Linked DNA regions of Hordeum vulgare: region 2 is linked to region 1. The links are chromatin contacts, called in public Hi-C maps. All regions are on one chromosome and are shown on one strand. The core of a region is the stretch at or near the end of the contact, and the rest is flanking DNA. Distances in the headings are between cores, read along the strand shown.

Evidence for each region. Hi-C and Micro-C count contacts between places; a contact is called where the count stands out from the background.
Region 2: a contact with region 1 is called in a Hi-C map of seedling, with 5 times the contacts expected there. The contact joins the promoter of LOC123396710 here to the promoter of LOC123394909 in region 1. A contact is called at or near these places in 4 of 6 Hi-C or Micro-C datasets (leaf and seedling) and 1 of 1 datasets of contacts at active chromatin or transcription factors (embryo).

The regions. Positions count from the first base shown.
Region 1 is chr5H:359,411,354-359,416,567 of MorexV3_pseudomolecules_assembly, reverse strand. LOC123394909 (D-aminoacyl-tRNA deacylase) reads left to right here and starts at 1,577. Exons shown (of 9, transcript XM_045089787.1): 1 at 1,577-1,845; 2 at 2,683-2,866; 3 at 3,385-3,527; 4 at 3,596-3,659; 5 at 4,320-4,372; 6 at 4,932-4,987. The coding sequence starts at 1,744.
Region 2 is chr5H:359,945,781-359,951,066 of MorexV3_pseudomolecules_assembly, reverse strand. It overlaps LOC123396710 (auxin transport protein BIG), which reads right to left and starts at 2,459. Exons shown (of 14, transcript XM_045091561.1): 1 at 2,243-2,459. The coding sequence starts at 2,459.

The DNA.
Region 1 (5,214 bases), core at 328-2,827:
GATTGATCCAGTTCCCAGACTCGTTGTGTGCCAGAGTCCTCAAGGAAAGATGCTTTCCCAACACAAGTGTGCTTCACGCGTCGCCAAAGCCGGGCATCTCCTATTCTTGGCGGAGCCTGTTGCATGGACTGGAGCTAATCAAAGAGGGGTATATCTGGCGGATCGGCGATGGGGAAAGGGTTAACATCTGGCGTGATCCCTGGATCCCCCGGCCATGGTCGAGACAGGTGATTACACCACGGCGAGGAAATCTGCTCAAGCATGTCAGCCAACTTCTTGACCCTACCTCGGGGGTTTGGGACGAACGACTGGTGCGGGAGACTTTCTGGACGGATGATGTTCACCATATACTCCGAATACCGCTGAGGGAAGGGGTTCCTGACTTCGTCGCCTGGCAGTATGATAGCAAGGGCGAACACTCGGTGAAAAGCGCATATAAACTGCAAGTGAAGCTGGGCAAGGCACTGATACAGGGGGAAGTGGGCGGAAGCTCAGCCACATCGAGTCTTGATCATCGCACGGACGATAGTTGGAACCGCTTGTGGAAACTCCCAGGCCCTAGGAATATTCAGATGTTCACTTGGCGGTTGAAACATGAATCCTTAGCACTCCGTTCAAACCTGAAAAAGAGGGGCATTCCGGTGGAGGACACAACATGTATCTTCTGTGGCAAGGCTGAGGAGGATGGAGGCCATTTGTTCATCAAATGTAAACATGTTAAAGGAGTTTGGAGGGCGCTGGAGATGGAGGAGGAACGAGGGATGCTGCAGGAAATCACATCGGTGCATCAAGCCTTGGACTTTATATGGGGACTAAGCGAGATCAAGCGCATGCACATCCTAACGTTCTGGTGGCTATGGTGGTCCAATCGAAACAAGCTGAGGGAAGGGGAGTTGCCGGAGAAAGCCGAGGAAGTGGCGCGAAGAACTCGGGCCAATGTTATGGAGTATATGCAGATCTTCAGGGTTCCAGACAAAGGCAAGTGTCCTACCAAATGGAAACCACCTCCGGATGGTATGATCAAGATCAATGCAGATGGATCCTTTATTCCAGGCCAAGCAGACTCGAGTTGGGGTGTTGTCGCTAGAGATAGCAACGGAGAAGTTTTACTTGCTCGGGCAGGTCGCCAGGCACAAGCCGAGGATGCTTTCGCTGCTGAGATGTATGCCCTCTCACATGTAACAATGGCAGTGGAAATGGGAGTGGTGCGGGTGATATTTGAAATTGATAGCACACTATTGATGGAGGCTATGGATCTAACCCGTGCAGATGCATCAGCGTATGCTGCGGTCATAGAGGACATGAAATACCAACAGAAGATTTGGTTTTCCCAACAGAAGATTTCGCTTTGTCGTCGCGAAGCCAATAATGTTGCGCATCAGCTAGCTTGTATGGGTCGTACGTATGTAACTAACCACTTTAAGGAGTGGGGAAACACTGTTCCTGTCCAAGTGGCAGTTTGTGTTGAGAGGGATTTGCCCTCACGCCGTTCTAGTTAATGAGAATTGATGTTGCCTTAAAAAAAACTAGTTTATTCCTTATAGCGAGGTCACTTGGCTCTATGGTACTCAGCTGTAACCCGTCACAGGCGTCCACCGCCCCTGAAAAGCCGATCCCTGCGGGCTGCGGCGGCAAGCTTTCCCCCAGAAACTACCATCTCAGCTTTATTTTATTACGAGTATTAATAAATCACAGCCTGAGGCGGCAAGAAGCAGAGTCGGAGGAGGAGGGGAATAGGAGAAGATGGTTGTTCTCGTTGTAGCGACGGCGTCCGACCCGGCGTCCATCGGCCCCGCCGCCGCGTTCCTGGCCATGCCTGGCTGGTCCCCCGGCCCGCCCATCCCGGTGAAGAAGCTCTTGCTATCAACCCCTTTCAGTTTTGAGCACATTCGACTGTACACGCTGTTCTTGGCAACCTGTATTCATTAATCGCAAGATTAACTTTGCCATTGAGTAGGTATGGTTAGTAGCGACGAAGTGCGGTGCCGGTTAGGGTTGGCGCAGTGCCTAGTGTTCGGAAATACAGTAGATAAATAGCTGTGACTTGAAGCAGGAAGCTTGTTCGATGAGAAAAATCTCTTCTGCCTCACGATTTGCTTCTTGAAGGCCAGAATTTTGCTCTTTGTTTGTCTACAGAAAGACCTCCATGTGGGAACAGATGTCATCCCAGAATGTGTGCAATGAGATTATTCTGACTGTATTCTGTGTCATTATTTTTGTTAGTCTAACAAACATAATTTGGTTAGATTTGTCTTGAAGAATGGATTCAACCTATACTCTCCAGAATTTGATATATTAAATAGCAAAGCTGTGTTATGGAGACTATTTCGGTGCCTGGAATGACACTTGTGACCGGAGGCATGACTGCTGTCGCTAGCAACACAGTGGTAGTGAGCGCAATCTGGGAGTAACAAGCAGACTGTTTATTAGGTGCGTTGTTGCTAGAATTTTTTATCCACGAGTATATACCCTAGTAAAATGCATACCTCACTGGTGTACAGAGATCTAGGATCGTGTAGTGTAACAAAACGATGGTCCATTATGTTCCACTGGCTCTGATCTCGGTTGAAGTTATCTGCAATTTTTATCCTTATTTTATTTATTCGTATAAGGTGTCTGACAAATGTGTTTGTGGTATAGCCGTATAGTTCCCAACTAACCTTTGCTGATATTTGTATTTAGGAGGGGATGGAGAGCTTTACAAATGGGAATGTTAGGTTATTGAAGCATGAACGCAGCATTGTTGCAGAGGATGATCTTGACCGTCGGTGGCAGGAAGCCACTGGAGAGGCTGTTTCCGAGGTCATATTCCTCAGCAAACACACTGCAGTCTCCAATCGCCCTGCACTCACTGTCCATCCAATCGGTTGGTTCTGCATTCATCTGTCTGTATCTTATTTAACCCACAGGTGCAATAAAAAATCGACATGTTATGTGTAAAATCCTATTATATACATAAATATAATACCACATACAAATTGTTAATATATTTGAAGGTACTGCACTTGTTAATGCATACAGGCAGTTAATTATATTATTTATTTTTCCCGATTTCCCGGTATACTGTGAGCCTGCGATTGTTTGGTTTCATGGTTTGTGAGCAATGTCCATGCTTCTCACCCACCACATATAGGCATGTTGATTACTCCATCGGTTCCTATATATAAGTCTTTGTAGAGATTCCACTAGAGACTACATACGAAGCAAAATGGATGAATCGATACTCTATGATATGTCTACATACATCCGTATCTAGTCTGTAGTGGAATCTCTAAAAAGACTTACATTTAGGAACGGAGGGAGTACTAATTAGTGGTTCCTTCTTACCACAATCATTGTTTTATAATTGATGGTTTGCTCATTTTTGTGAATGTACTTCTGAAGGTGTGCCACATCTGAGGGAGGATGAGACCCCCCCTCAAGGAGGGAGGCCTGGATGGGCAGCGGTGCCAAACCCTCGAATTGGCCCATGGTTACGGTTGATGCAAAAGGTTGCTGCAGACCAAGGTCTTGTTCCAGAGTTCGAGGTACGTTGCTTCTTTGACGCCTTTTCTATTTCTGAATCAACTGATTTTAATACTCATTGCTTTTGAAGATTACACTTGAAGCTACTCACCATGGACCACTTACCAGTACACCCACGATGTTTGTTGAGATAGGTACACATTTATATCCATCCTTATTTCCTTACATTTTTTGTGCATTAGACCTTTGGATAAAATCATACAAGCTTATTTTTATCGTTTAGCGCAGCCAAAGGACCGGTCGTTTGGTATTTGAGAATTACACATAAATTCAGGGACACATGTCTATTTGACGTTTGATATGTAGGGTTGGGCTTTCCTCTACCGTTTCTTTCACAAAACAAACAAACACGAACTATAATGAGGATACCAGAGTATTTCCACTGAAGCATTTTGTCTATAAATCCCAACAATCTTTAATATTATTATTTGAACTTTCGAATCTCAAACATCCAAAGGATAGATAATTTATTATTTGGACTAATTTTATCATATCAGGTTCACACTTGTGCAGCCCAGGCAGCCAGACGACCCATCTGTGTAAAACATCTTGCATTCGGCATGAAAACCAATGAACCAAACAATCAACTCCCCCAAAAGATGCTGCACAGAAAAAACTGGCTGATCGAGATGCAATAAAGTGATTATATTGGGTTCATACGAATTTCCTGATATAAAAGCAGCAGATGGCCACTCGTGCAGTTGATTTGCATATAAATGCAAAACAAGCAAGTCTATGCTATTGTCAATGAGTATGTTGTACCAGAACAGCTAATGTGAACGTTTGTATGTCAGGAAGTACACACGAATACTGGGGTAGACAAGATGCTGCACAGGCCATTGCTCTAGTTGAGTCTCTCTCTCTCTCTCTCTCTCTCTCTCTCTCTCTCTCTATCTCTATCTCTCGTCATGTAGTTCGTTCCTTCTTGTGGATTCGCAAGAGAAACCAAAGGGTTTTGTTGTTCGAACTGCAAGATCTCATGCCATGCCCCCTCCCTCCACCAGAAAAAGATCATAATGCATGTATAGGTTGATATTAGTACAGCAAAGCATTGACACTTATTGGCGCATTGCCCATATTCAATACCTTTCAGCTAATATGTCAGCTTTCACCCTTTTTCTTGAGTGTCAAACTTTCTTTTCTTTTAATTGTGTATAGTACCTGTTGGAGTAGTACCAATTAGGCAACTACCCAGTGTGCATAACTTTTTTTAGTTGTCACCATAATTACTAATGTGATAGAAGCAGGTAAGAACTTGCAGAAAATGCACCCTTATCACTGTTTAAAGTAACTGCAGGCTCATAAGTCTCTAAATATTATCTAATGTACATTTGACGACTTATTTGTTTCAAAAGTAAAAAAACAAACATAGGAGAACATGAAACTGAGCTTTCCAGTCATTTCAGGTTCTATGGAAAGGTCTTGGTCTTGAGGAAGGAAATGCTGTTGGAACTTGGCTGGGGTATGTTGACATATTGTTTTCTCTTTATGGAGTCTTAACAATTAGGTGGTTGCATGGCCGTCTAGAATCTTTGCAGTAATTTATTATGTTTTATATATGGGGGTGAGCAGTGAATTAAGAATTCTAACAGGAATTTTAAACCGCTCTGGGGATCAGTATGATTGGAATTTGACAACTCGAATTCAAATTGCGCGAATAAAATGTTAGATCATCTGCAACGATGTATT
Region 2 (5,286 bases), core at 1,210-3,709, 530 kb before region 1:
CAAAAAGCAAGTAAATTAAGAGCTCAACACTACAGGGATGTCTTCACATTTCATAAGTTTTCAGATGACATGGATGAATGAATGGGAAGTCCAGTGTGACTGAAATTGCTACTCCCTCCATCCGTTTTTAGAGGGTCTAATTTTCAGATCTCCCACACCAAGGCCAACAGGATCACAACAAATAGCTGGGTAGCCGCTGTTAAAATCTCACATGCAATACTCATTATAATGCATTAATCCTCTTGCCTCCTCTCTACATGCGGTTGCTAAGAATTAATGTGGCTGCTAACAATTGGTTGATGCATGCATAAAATTGATGGGAGAGGCCACGCACAACACGCGAGACAAATATATTAACGGCTACATGCATGGGACAGCCGATTAGGGGGTTAGACCCTGTATAAACAGATGGAGGGAGTAGCAAATATTTGCATATTTGCGGAAGCCTCAGCATATCAAAAAACATGAATCTGGTATTGGAAGTAGTGTTCACAGACCTAACAAGACAATTACAACTGTTAACCAAGACTTACAAGGTTTGCTAATTTAGGCTTAGTAGAACTGAAACTGAGTATATGAGGTGCGGTTTCAGTACTACTAGGCACGACGAAAAGGTTAGCCTTGGTGGGAAGGTGGTACCTCAGAAGGACACCTTCCGATATTTGGGGTCAATGATCAGAAGTATGGTGATATCGATGAAGATGTGAGCCATCGAACCAAAGCTGGATGGATGAAGTGGCGCCAAGCTTCTGGCGTCCTCTATGACAAGAATGCCACAAAAGCTAAAAGGCAGGTTCAATAGGGCAGTGATTCAACCTGCAATATTGTATGGCGCTAAATGTTGGCCAACTAAAGGCGACATGTCCAGCGTTACGTGTAGAAGAGATGCGCATGTTGAGATGGATATGTGGCCACACAAGAAAGGATCGGGTTTGGAATGAGGATTATATGTGAGAGAGTTGGGGTAGCACCGATCAAAGAGAAGTTTGTCCAACATCGTCTGAGATGGTTTGGACATATACAGCACAGGCATCCAGAAGCGGCAGTGCACAGCGGACGGTTAAAGCATGTTGATAATGTCGAGAGGTCGAGGTAGACCAAATCTTACATGGGAGGAGTCCGTTAAGAGAGATATGAAGGATTGGAACACCACCAAAGAAGTAGCCACAGGGGTGCATGTTAGTTAGCTATCCACGTGCTAGAACCATGAGTTGGTTTCGAGATCTTATGGGTTTCAACTCTAGCCTACCCCAACTTGTTTGGGACTAAAAGGCTTTGTTGTTGTTGTTGTTGCTGTTTAGGAAACAGGCATTCAAGCTTTATACCACAAGTTACTAGATACAGATGATTCTTGCATAAGCTTGCCAATCTTTGGTCAAATACAGATACCTTGTTTGAAAAACAACTGAGGCCCAAAAATAAGCAAACATAAGTTTCTACCAAATCAGTGAACAGTCAATATCTAGCCTATTTGTGCTGCCTGCCAAATGTCAATCAGAATTAGTTTGCTCTAAGAAGCACCTTCAACCGCCAAGCACCTGAACAATGCAAATAATAAAAGCAGATCCGATACTACATCACTAGGCTATGAAGTCAGTATACAAACCTGGCACATGCATGCATCTGCGATTAGCTCATACGAATCAATTCATGGTAGCCCACAGATGTAAGCATCCATGACCTCGCAGCACCAATAGTGCCCAAGCTAAAACAAAAACTGCAGCATGATGCAAGCAACACGGCAGAGGAAAGACTAAGCTGCAGCATCGCAAAACGGCGTTTCAAGTTTAATGGAGACTAAACCGCTAAATAGAAAATTCAGACTCGTACCCTACGATCATGCAAAAAAAAAAAAGTCAAAACAGCAAACTACCGCTGGAAAGTTTCCCAGCTGTGTAAAGCGACGAAACATGGGAGCTCTAGATCGATCGGAAGGAGAAAACCCGATATGATTTGAGTAGACCAGTCCAAAGCGTGGCCCTAAGTCATCCAACCATTTGCTCTAACGAGGCGAATCCTACTCCCGAAAAGGGGTTAAACAAGTGGAGGATCATAATTCGCAAGCCAATGCAGCGTGGGAGCAGCTTGCAGTGCATCTCGCAGCCGCGAAGCTCACCACTGTGCGAGATCGCACGACCTACTGAGCAAATCCAAAACCCTCGACAGCAGCAAAGTAGGTAGCCGCCTCGGAGAAGGACGACACGCTGGCCGCCCAAGGGTCCAGGGGATCGGGGGAGCTCACCGGAGGAGGAGAGGACGGTGGAGACGACGGCGCGGGCGGCAGCGAGGACGGCTCCGGCGCGGGCGGGCTCGGCCGGCGGGCCAGCGGCCAGGGCCCCCGCGAGCGCCTCGAGCCCCGCGCGGGCCGCGCTGGTGCGGAGGCGGCGGGCCGGCGGGTCCCGGTCGCCGGCGACGGCGGGGCGCAGGAGGTCCAGGAGCGCCGAGATCTCCGCCGCCATCTCTGAGGGATCTCCGATCGGCGGCGGAGCCCTAGAGAGACGAGCTGGCGCAGGGTCGGATCGATCGCCCAGAGACGGCCAGGGTTTTTGCGCTGCGTGTGTGTGTTCTAGAGAGAGAGACGCGGGGAGGTGGGAGAAAGGTGGGAGATGGGGAGGAAGAAGACGACGCGGATGGGCCGAGTGGCTTTTTATTTTACACTAGTATAAGCATGTCCGTGTAACGCAAGTTTGGTAAACATTTCCTATCTGTAGTAGTAATGAACACAAATGACAGACCCCTCGAAGGTCGTCGATTCGTTTTAAATCTCACGCTTAAGATTTTGCTTCATATTCCTGGAGAATAAAAATCAAAGAAAACCACTAGCGTAAACCCCGTGCATTACCTCCCTCCTCCTAATCCCACGCGAGCCCGTCATCCATAATCGCTCGCAACGCCCGAGTTCTGCCCCCACCTCGCTCGCCTCCTCGTCAACTCCGCATCACCGCCAGTTCGCGTCGCCAACAGCTCTCCTCGCCAGATCCATTGCTCCGCCGACCAGCTCGATCCGACTGCAGATATACCTCGACCGCCAGCTCGATCCACCTCCCACTTCCACCTCTCCGGCCAGCTTTCGCCCCCATGTTCCTCCTTCGATCCTTGCCCGAAGCATCACGGATGTCCCTAGTCCTTTCCTGCGATGCGGCAACGGTGCTTCATCCTGGCATTAGCAGTTCGAGCCCCCCATCATGGCCCAGATTCGTGCTTCGCCACGCTTTACCATCGATTGAATCCACTGCATTAGGGGTTTCTCCCGCTGGCCGTAGAATATGCATCGGATTACACAAAATCTGCCCTATTCAGAGCCCCTAGTCTTCAAATTCAAGGAATTTAAACTGCATTGGTCGCCCTCATTTGGGGATTTTTATTTTTTGCAATGTGAATTTCTTTGTATTTCATCCAGCAGCCTAGTATTGTTGACAATTTTCCTTAGTTCCAATATTTTTTCAATGCTTCCATTGAATCTGACGGATGTTGTGCCAATTGCATCTCAATGCTTCCTATATAGAGAGCATACAACATATATGTACCCATAATTGGTGGTAATTTTGTTTTGTTTCCATGCTTTCATCTGATACTAAAATTGCACCCGTCGGTACTTTGTCCCAGGTTCATACACTCATGCGTCTAAATGTGACCAATTTGCAACTGTGGTCTACAAAAATGCTTCCACTTTTAGTGCTTCTTACATTATAAACTGTGACCAATTCTGATCAATTTGTCACCCTCATCTCTTAATCGCTTACAATAGGTTCAGATTGGTGTGGTGGCAACACAACGGATGCATCCTCGTAATGGCACCAAGCTTACTAATGCCAATGTCATGCGCCGTATAGTTGAGTGTTCATATTTCGCGCTTCCTACATTATTGATGTCACCAGACAACAAATATACTTTTATTAGTTATCATCTAATGCTTCCATACAAGTAATGGCCACCACACAGCGAATGTATCACTTTATTTCCGTCTAGCACTTCTTTCAGAAATGGGAACACATTCTATTCAGTATGTTCTCAGGTCACACATTATATTCAGAGTCGATATATAGTTGGTTGGTTACATGATCTTGTCCTTGGTCTGCCCAAGGCACGGAAAAAACTAATTCGTTAAAAAAGGTTAATCTTATTAATGTTGGCACATTCTCAGCCCGAGATGGTCTACTAGAATGGATCATTGACATCAAACTTGTGCTTGTACATTGTGTTATGTATTGCTTCGTGTCCATGCCTCAAACTTGTCATGGGTCCTGAACTTCACATATATGATGGACAAGATCCATGTTGCCCCCTTCATTGTTTTAAATTGAGCAACTATGCATAAATCTTTTATATCCCCTTTTAAAAAAATGTGCTTCCACTATGTTGAAGTCATGTTGAGATTCCATGAATATGATGCATCGGATTTTTGATGATTCATTTGTATCATACATGTGCTTCTTCACATTGCACAGTTTGCTTCATATGTGCCATGGTTTATGCTTCATCATTATGTATGGTTTGGTTCTTTCTTTGCGGGGTATGTAACTGTGTGGTTTTCTTCTTTTTCATGCTTCATATTGTTTCATAGCCATCAAGTTTTGTATCGTAATCAAACTACTAATGCTTCCTACACTTCTGAAGTGCTAACAAGAGTGGAAGATCATGCTTTATTGACGGTGACTATGTCAGGGTCATCGATGTTGGGCGACGAGAGATCAAGCATCTCAGTGCCCAATTTTTTGTCTCATTTCGAAAGCGTACTAGCAAGACACACTCTGTGGTCAAAGGTCAAGGGTGTTGTCCCCTTGACGGCGTCAGCCTTTCTACTCGTCGTCGGACACTTGTGGATCCCAATGTAAACACCCATATATTTTGGAGACAAAAGGAGATCTTCGAGGCTAGCCAAACATGGTGGATGGAGCAGGGAGGTACTGGGATGTGACCGTTGTGGCGGTGCGACATAGTAGGCAGGAAGTGTACATGTTATTTACAACGATATTAAATTGCTAGTAAGCCAAAAAAATCTACAATCATAACACATGGAATGATACCATCTGAAAAATAAAAGCACACCACACGACACCGCTTGGAGAGAAAAATTGTTGGATTCTGAATCACGGTTTGTAGTGTTGGAAGCATGATTTGTATATGATGAAAGCAAATTGAGCACATTTCTATTTCTTCAAATCAGTTACCTAATATGCTTGAAACATGTGCTATGTGTACTCGTGGATGATGATCATAATGATTATTGTTTATAGAAAAGAGGTCCTGTTTGGTTAGAGAAATATTCTAGTTGATTTGATTTTG